Linked DNA regions of Bos taurus: region 1 is linked to region 2. The links are chromatin contacts, called in public Hi-C maps. All regions are on one chromosome and are shown on one strand. The core of a region is the stretch at or near the end of the contact, and the rest is flanking DNA. Distances in the headings are between cores, read along the strand shown. Region 1 holds the start of ETFRF1 (electron transfer flavoprotein regulatory factor 1). Region 2 has its middle 130 kb from the start of KRAS.

What was found. A called contact is a pair of places that touch in the nucleus more often than the background predicts.
Region 1: a Hi-C map of liver shows a contact between it and region 2, with 4 times the contacts expected there. The contact joins the promoter of ETFRF1 here to the enhancer-like site in region 2. A contact is called at or near these places in 2 of 11 Hi-C or Micro-C datasets (liver and an unstated tissue).

Annotation. Positions count from the first base shown.
Region 1 is chr5:84,797,124-84,801,009 of ARS-UCD2.0, forward strand. It overlaps ETFRF1 (electron transfer flavoprotein regulatory factor 1), which reads right to left and starts at 2,121. Exons shown (of 3, transcript NM_001114860.2): 1 at 1,814-2,121. DNAI7 (dynein axonemal intermediate chain 7) reads left to right here and starts at 2,349. Exons shown (of 15, transcript NM_001046282.2): 1 at 2,349-2,404. The coding sequence starts at 2,402.
Region 2 is chr5:84,615,215-84,619,117 of ARS-UCD2.0, forward strand. No RefSeq gene overlaps it. Among named protein-coding and RNA genes, the nearest start is that of KRAS, 130 kb to the right of the region's middle. Within about 2 kb of position 2,352, at least 94 of the 102 cell types and tissues checked have an H3K27ac peak or open chromatin away from gene starts, as enhancers often do. A contact at or near this core is called in liver, where this site is marked.

The DNA of each region.
Region 1 (3,886 bases), core at 871-3,370, 180 kb after region 2:
GATAAATTTGTCCCATTCCTTGATATATTAACTTTTATGAGCTGAGGAAATGTTTTATTACTGCATACTGACCTTTAGGCATTTAAGTTTACTTTAGCCTTTAGGAGAAACAGGTTTCCTTGGGTGAACTGGTGAAAAATTTAAATGCAGCAGGGACCTGGGGCTGCTCCTTAACTCTGCATAAAGTCATGGAAATTACTGTTTTTATAAAGAGCCAAATGAGAGTTAGGGACTGTGAGAAGTTCCTTATCATTCTAAGAAACCTGGATGGGGGTGGGCATACAATCCACATTGATAGCTCTTTCCCAATGACTTGTGGGCCAAGACTTAACCAACTCCAGTATTGGGTTAAGTGAGAAGGCAATGGTAACCAACTCCAGTATTCTCCTCTGGGAAATCCGAGGGACAAAGGAGCATGGGCGGGGCTACAGTCCATGGGGTTTCGAAAGAGTAAGACATGACTTTGTGACTAAACAACAACATCATCGTGCCTAAAGCTATTACTGATCACTCTTCCCCATGAAGTTCAGATTTGACTCAAACAGATGGAGCACATTTCCCCAAAGTAGTTAAGCCTAAAAAGCTTCACACTAAAATTTATCCCAACACACTTGGCTGCACCAAAGGATATGTAATCCGAGAGTCAGGTGGCAAGAGATTTTGCCCCCAAAGCTGGTATTCTGCTTGGTTGAGGCCTACCTAGAAGCCAGATTATAAAAGTGAGTTGAAAGAAGATGGTCATGTATGTTCAGAGGGGCTAGGAACTGCACCTGTCTGGAGGTAAAAGTGAACAGAGGAAATGGGCCTTCTTATTCTTGCAGGCTGTAAGACTAGTAGAGGAGAACTATATAAGCCCACTGGTATAATCTCATAGCAGAGCAGTCGCCTAGAACACAGTCTAGCATGTTCTAACACATCCATAGCAAATCCTCCTCCCTGGGGGGAATTTGGTGGAAAGAGAACTTGAGCAAGTCTCTCCCCTGAAATCCTATGATATCAAAATTATTTATGATTACCATCCACACTTCCTTACTCCCATCAGAGCTGACTGAAGTTCTGTAATCGTAAACATTAGTAGTTTGACTGAAAAACAAAAGCTTAGTTCCATACCAGCTTCGGAACTCTATATCAAGTCGACATTAAGAGGTTTTTAATCTTGCTACCAGGGATGTGAAGGTGAAATGTCATAGCTATGACCAATCTGGATTTCTGTGGGGAGAATAACACTTTAACCTACAAAGACTAGCTCAGTCAGAAATACTTATTTAATAATACCTTTGGTCAACGAAATTGCAAGAGACAGCGCATTATAAAATTACAATCAGATGAGAAATGGTGGCAAGAATTTTAAAGCATTTCACGTCTTGTCAGGCTAAAATGGGGTTTAAGCCTAAACGGGGTTTAGATCTAAATTCATACGGAATTCAGATACGCTTTGGAAGGTTAATTTCTCAGTCTCTTAATTTCTTCTAGTTTTCCTGTTGGTCTAAGCTGCCAGAGTTTCTTCATGTTGGTAGACCGACATTCGAAGGGTTGTGCTACCGGTTAGTACACTGTGACCTTGACTCTGGGCACAGAATTTAGCGCGTCTTGCTGGGTCTCTGAGACCTCCACCAGTAAGGAATACGTTACCAGGAACTGCTTCAAATTATTTCCAGTTCTTGTTTAGAGCTCCTCTTGAAAAAACAAAACAAAACAAACACCAAAAAACAGCATATACCTTGATAGCTCAGGTAATAAACAACCAGGTGCAGGGAGAAGAATCTGAAGGTCATTTAAAAATAAACAACCCTCTGGGAGCCAATTTATTTACCTCTTTTTCTAAACTGCCAATCGAGCCCGGCCCCCCGCTGGTCTAAGCGGTGACGGCCCAGGAAGCCGACCCGGTGTCAGCTACTTGACCCAGTCGCGTAGCCGGCGGCCCCCTTCCTTCTCGAAATCCGCAAAGAAAGATTCGCCCCAGCAAATCTAGGGAAACAGGGAGAGGGGCTGTCAACGTCGGAAGACGCACACAAGCCCTTTTTCTACACCTGTTGGTCCTCGCCCAGAGCATACCGCCTCCAGACTGAAGCGTCCGGAAAACAAAATAAGACTCCCCAGCGCGGCACTCACGCACTTTCCGGCACGCCGCAGCCGTAAACGCAACCCTCAGCTCCAACGCTGGAGGCTGTCGACCGAGGCGGGCGGCAGGCTGTAGTGGGGCGGAGCAACCTGTCAGGGAAGTGGGTAGGGCGCCGTCCGGAAGAACCCCAGCGCGACTGCGCGAACCAAACGCGAGGCTCTCCGCAGCGGCCCTGGGGCGCCAGTGGGCGGGGCTTGTCGTCCTGACAACGAGGGAGCGTTTGTCCACACAACCCAGAGATCACACTTGGCCGACTACCGAGGTCGTGTATGCATCAGCATGGTGAGCAGGGAACGTAGGGGAGCAGGGTCAAGGGGCGATCATTGATGCTCCTGCGCCGTGTTAAATGATATGGCAAGAGCCCGTCATATTTTATTAGAGGAGAGCGAGTCGGTTTAGGAAAGACCCCATATCCTTAGGGGGGATGGACCTCTCCTGAAGTATGGCCTTCCATTCGGGGTCAGATGGACCGAAGAGAGAGTCCAGACCGGTTTCTGCAAATGGGGAATGGCCAGTTTGTGGTGTTTTAATCAGATCAGCTGATGTTTTAATCTCCAGCTGCTGCTAAATTCAAATATTCGTCTCAATTTAGTTACTCTTAGTCGTGATAGACATTCCTGTGAAATTGCTTTTTTTTTTTTTTTTAATTGCAGCTTGGTGGAAATGCATAGGTTTTGTTTTTTTTTTTTTTTTTGGCCACCTCAGCAATTAATTGAAAGCTGCTGCAGTTTACTCTGCTTTGAAAAGTTGTTTTGTGTGGTCTTTTGTGGAAACTTGAATTGTTTTGTGATTCAGAGTATGCAGCCTGCCTGGTGTTTAAGTATGATAAAGCTTCTTGTTTTGTTTTTCTGCACTCTTCAGCTGTCATGTCTTCTCCAGGAACACAGACCAACATGTAGCTATAACATGTTCTCGTTTCCCATTTTCTTAAACGTGATTTCCATCTTCTCCAGTGATTAAAACTAGATGAAAGTGGAAAGTGTAATTAGTTAATTATTTAATTCATTAATTAAGGGAAAATATGGAGCATACTCTTTGTGCTTGGCACTAAACTGAAACGAAGTACACAAAGGTGATAATTACAATCTCTCCCTTGTATGGAAGACAGACTTAGCAAATTAATTACAATACAGTTTTATAACTGTAATCATTGAAGTGACTACGATGGAGTAACACAAAGATGGGAATGTTAAAATTAGGGCGGGAGAGGAAAGGGGGATGGGAAGAGCAGAGCAATGCTTTTCAAGCTGTGTTTTAAAGTATGATGAATTTGCCGGAAGTAATGAGAAGAAACAGAGTGTGGAGAGCGTTTATGTCAGGAAGAACAGAAAGTAAATGGATTTTAAACTGACTTAAAGCTGCTGATAACTTAAGGGAATAGGCACCTATTTATTATTTTCCAACCAGTACACAAGTCTCTTGTTTTTAGATCCCTTTGGCAGTCTTTCTCAAAATGTGGCTTCTGGAAAATTGGAATAAGCCCGGAATGGACTTGCCAGGCGGCTCTAGTGGTAAAGAACTTGCCTGCCAATGCAGGAGACATAAGAACCACAGGTTCCATTCCTGGGTGGGGAAGAGCCCCTGGAGGAGGGCATGGCAACCCACTCCAGAATTCCTACCTGGAGAATCCCATGGACAGAGAGGTCTGGCAGGTTATAGCCTATGGGGTTACAAGAGGTGGACACTACTGAAGCGACTTAGTACGCATGCAAGCCTTGAATACCAGTTCAAGTGCAGATTTCAGGAACAGACTGGACTCCAGAT
Region 2 (3,903 bases), core at 1,102-3,601:
CACGTCCTGCATTACAGGCAAATTCTTTTATCACTGAGCCACTGGGGAAGCCCAATGCAGACAATACTGACTGTAAAACAAGTCTATCTCCTGCTTTAGTATTGGTTTTAAAACATAAACTGCTATGTATTACTGTGGAAATGAGAATGATATTTAAGGTAATAGTTAGAACTGAATGATCCTATTTGCTTAGCATAAATGATTAAAATGGCTAGAATTACAAAATGAATTGCGAAGACATAAAAATATCCCAAAGTTCACCTTGCCAGTTTTCAATTCAGTTCAGTTCAGTCACTCAGTCGTGTCCGACTCTTTGCGACCCCATGAATTGCAGCACACCAGGCCTCCCTGTTCATCACCAACTCCCAGAGTTCACCCAGGCTCACGTCCATCGAGTCGGTGATGCCATCCAGCCATCTCATCCTCTGTCGTCCCCTTCTCCTCCTGCCCCTGATCCTCTGATCCCTCCCAGCATCAGAGTCTTTTCCAATGAGTCAAATCTTTCTATGACATGACCAAAGTACTGGAGTTTCAGCTTTAGCATCATTCCTTCCAAAGAACACCCAGGACCGATCTCCTTTTGAATGGACTGGTTGGATGTCCTTGCAGTCCAAGGGACTCTCAAGAGTCTTCTCCAACACCACAGTTCAAAAGCATCAAATCTTCGGCGCTCAGCTTTCTTCACAGTCCAACTCTCACATCCATACATGACCACTGGAAAAACCATAGCCTTGACTAGACGGACCTTTGTTGGCAAAGTAATATCTCTGCTTTTGAATATGCTATCTAGGTTGGTCATAACCTTCCTTCCAAGGAGTAAGCGTCTTTTAATTTCATGGCTGCAATCATCTGCAGTGATTTTGGAGCCCCCAAAAATAAAGTCTGTCACTAGGTGGGCATACTCCCAAGCATTTCACTTTTCAGGCGCGTTGCCCATAAACAGTTTGGCAGCAGAGGGCGCTCTTCAGTTAAAATCCGAAGTTCTTTTTCAAAAAGCTTTTAGATACATACTCGCTGCATCCAAGTAACATAAGTTACAAGAGTGTTGTAGAATAACAAGAGTCCTATGAGTTTTGAGTTTGATATAGGGGGAAAGGACATTTATGAAACATAATTGAATGAGACCTTAGATTTTTGATCAATGCTTAGTTTCTTCTAATGAACGTATTTGATTCACATCACTAACATTTTCTGAGGACCGACTCGGTGTAAGACACCAACATACACTTCTAGCGTCTTCTCAGGATACTGTTACGGGAAGACTTGGACCCTTACCATGTGCTTTCTGCACTTTAAAGGCAGGGCATTTTAAAACAAAATGAGGAAACTGAAAGTCATCGTATTTATCACATTCAAAAGTAAGGAATTTACTATGCTGTAGATTTTACCTAGAATGTTTGGAACAATCGGCAGCCACAGTTCCTATTCTCAGATTACATCCTGAAGATAAAACTATTTTCATAACATCTGAATACTAATATAAAACAATATCTGCTTATTTATCTACATTTATCTCCCGCGATCAATAGCATCTTCTCAACAGAATCCCGAGTGCCAATATTCTCCGCAACGTCGGATTGCTTCCCGGATTCCAAAGCGTGGTCTTTCCCCACCCTCCTGACCCTCTCTGCCACTATCCGCCTCCCCAGAGGCAACCAGCTCCGGCCAGGGCCAAGTAGCTGAACATTTTGAGTTTTTACAAGAGAATCTTTCCCCCTAGCTTCTTATCGATGAATGGGTGTTTGGTGTTTTTTTTTTTTTTTTTTTTGAAAACTTAGCTTTAAACCTCTTTCATTTCCAGAACACTCCTGGTTTGGTTTTCAAACTAACGAGGTCTGACTAGTGATCATGCAAAAAGCCTTTTTTGAACACCCCAAGACGCAAGTCATTGGACAGGGCTCTGGCTGCGTGTCCAAGGTCTCACGTGATGCCTCCGCGAGCCACCCAGCGCATCTGTTCGGGTGAAACCCTTCAAACTTTTTCTTTCTGTGTTTGAAAAGCAAAATGACCCGGTCTAAAGGCGCCGGCCTTCGGGTGCGCAAAGTTGATCCTTCTGGGAGGCGGCCGGCCTCCCGGAAGACCGCCGCATGACTCAAGACTCGAAATGTTCCGGAGTTCAAGTCACTCTGGACGTCGCCACCACCGCTTCGCACTCGTCGCGAAGCCGCGCGGCCGCCACCCAGCGGTCCCCGCCCGCCGGCCCCGAGCGGCCCTCGCGCCCGCTGCGGGGGAGGGGCACGCTCGGCTGAGGTCGCCGCCCGGTTGAGCAATCCGGCTATGCAAATAGCGGGGTTACGACAGCCAATCGGAGGCCGGTTTTGCCGTGACGCGCGCGCCGAGCGCCTGTAGTATTTATAGATCGTATTTAAAGAGCCCTTGGGAGTCTCCCCGGGCTCGGCTGGGCGGTGGCAGCGGCCGCGGAGCTGCAGTTGGCCCGGCGCGAGTGAGGTGGCGGGGCGGTCGCTGCCGGTCCTTTCCCTGTGGGGGTGTGGGGCGTGGAGAAGCGTCGTAGCACGTTCCGTAGTAAATAGTTTTTACCCACTTCCCAGCTCGGTTTCTGGAGAAGGGGAGGAAATGCTGCCGCTCCGACCATAGTTTTGCTGAAAACAAAGCTAGGGATTTGGCATCTCAAAGCACGGGGTGGAGATGGGGGTGGGGGTGCAGAGAAGGTTTGAGCCGACCCCGCCCCGGCCCCACATTTGAGCCACAAACCGACGCCTGTTTCCTGGTGTTGGGCTGTGTGTAGAGGCGGCCTTCCTGGGGGGAGGGGAGAACAATACCGCCTGAAAAGCCAAAAGTCGTGGAATTTGGGGGCGGGGTGTATTCGTGGAAAATAAACTGCAGGATAGTGGTGGTGATTATCTTGGCGTTCAATCCATTGATCCTCAGACTTACCGGCCAGCGAGCTGCACACTGCAGTGCGAAAGCAGGAAACTGACATTACGTCAGAGGAGAGAAGAGACCCAAACTGCAAGGGCTGCATCTGCAGAGCTGGTTGTTTCTCCTCGGAGGGGTTCTGCGGGCCCGGGGTGCTGCCCCGGGAGAGGCGCTGCGGGCTCTCCAGCGGAGGGCAGGCGTTGGGGGCGCTCGGGGAATTCCTGGCCTGGGCCGTCCCACGTTGCCCTCACCAGCGGGCTATATAGGAGCCACGACTAATTCCTTTTAAAGATAGCCCCGCGCTTAGCTGGACGTCCTGAAATCCAGGAGGGAGGGGCCAGGGAAGCGCACCAAGTGTCCCCTGCTGTCCTTAGCTTAGCGCGAGCTGAAGTCCATCAGAGGAAAGCAGGTGGTGGGGGGAGGGGGTTCCCAGGGAGTCACCAAGGGTTCCAGCCATGTGCAGAACCTGACAGTTTCTCCGCACCTTATCAGGGGTTTTGTTTTCTCGATATTGAGTGCCGTGGTCACCAGAAACTTGCTCTCTGCCAGGGACCTAGCTCCTGAGGCCTTGCCACTGCTTCTTAGAAATCTCTTGAGGACAGACACGCAGCAGGAGAATAGCGTCCATTAGTACATTCTGTCTCTTGGAAGACATTGAGGAGTTTGGCGCTGACCTCACCTGCTCCCTCATTCCTGGCTCAGGGTCATCACAAGGTAACCGCAGTAACCAGTTCTCCTGGGCTCACGGCCCACTCCATCGGTGAGCCGAGCTTAGCTCAAAAAAGATTGGTGACAGCAGCCAAAGATGATCGTTCCTGCTGGGTCCTGAGTGCTTTGGCAGGCTATCTCATTTAATTCTCACAATAACTGGATGGGGTGAGTACTGTGAGCCGCATTTTGCAGATAAAGAAACAGATTCTGAGAATCAGTGTGTCTTCTGCGGATGGGACCCGTGCAGTCTGACGCCAAAGCCTGCACAGTCTGTGGGGGCAGGGAGCTGGCTTTGATCGGGGCACCTTCCAGGCT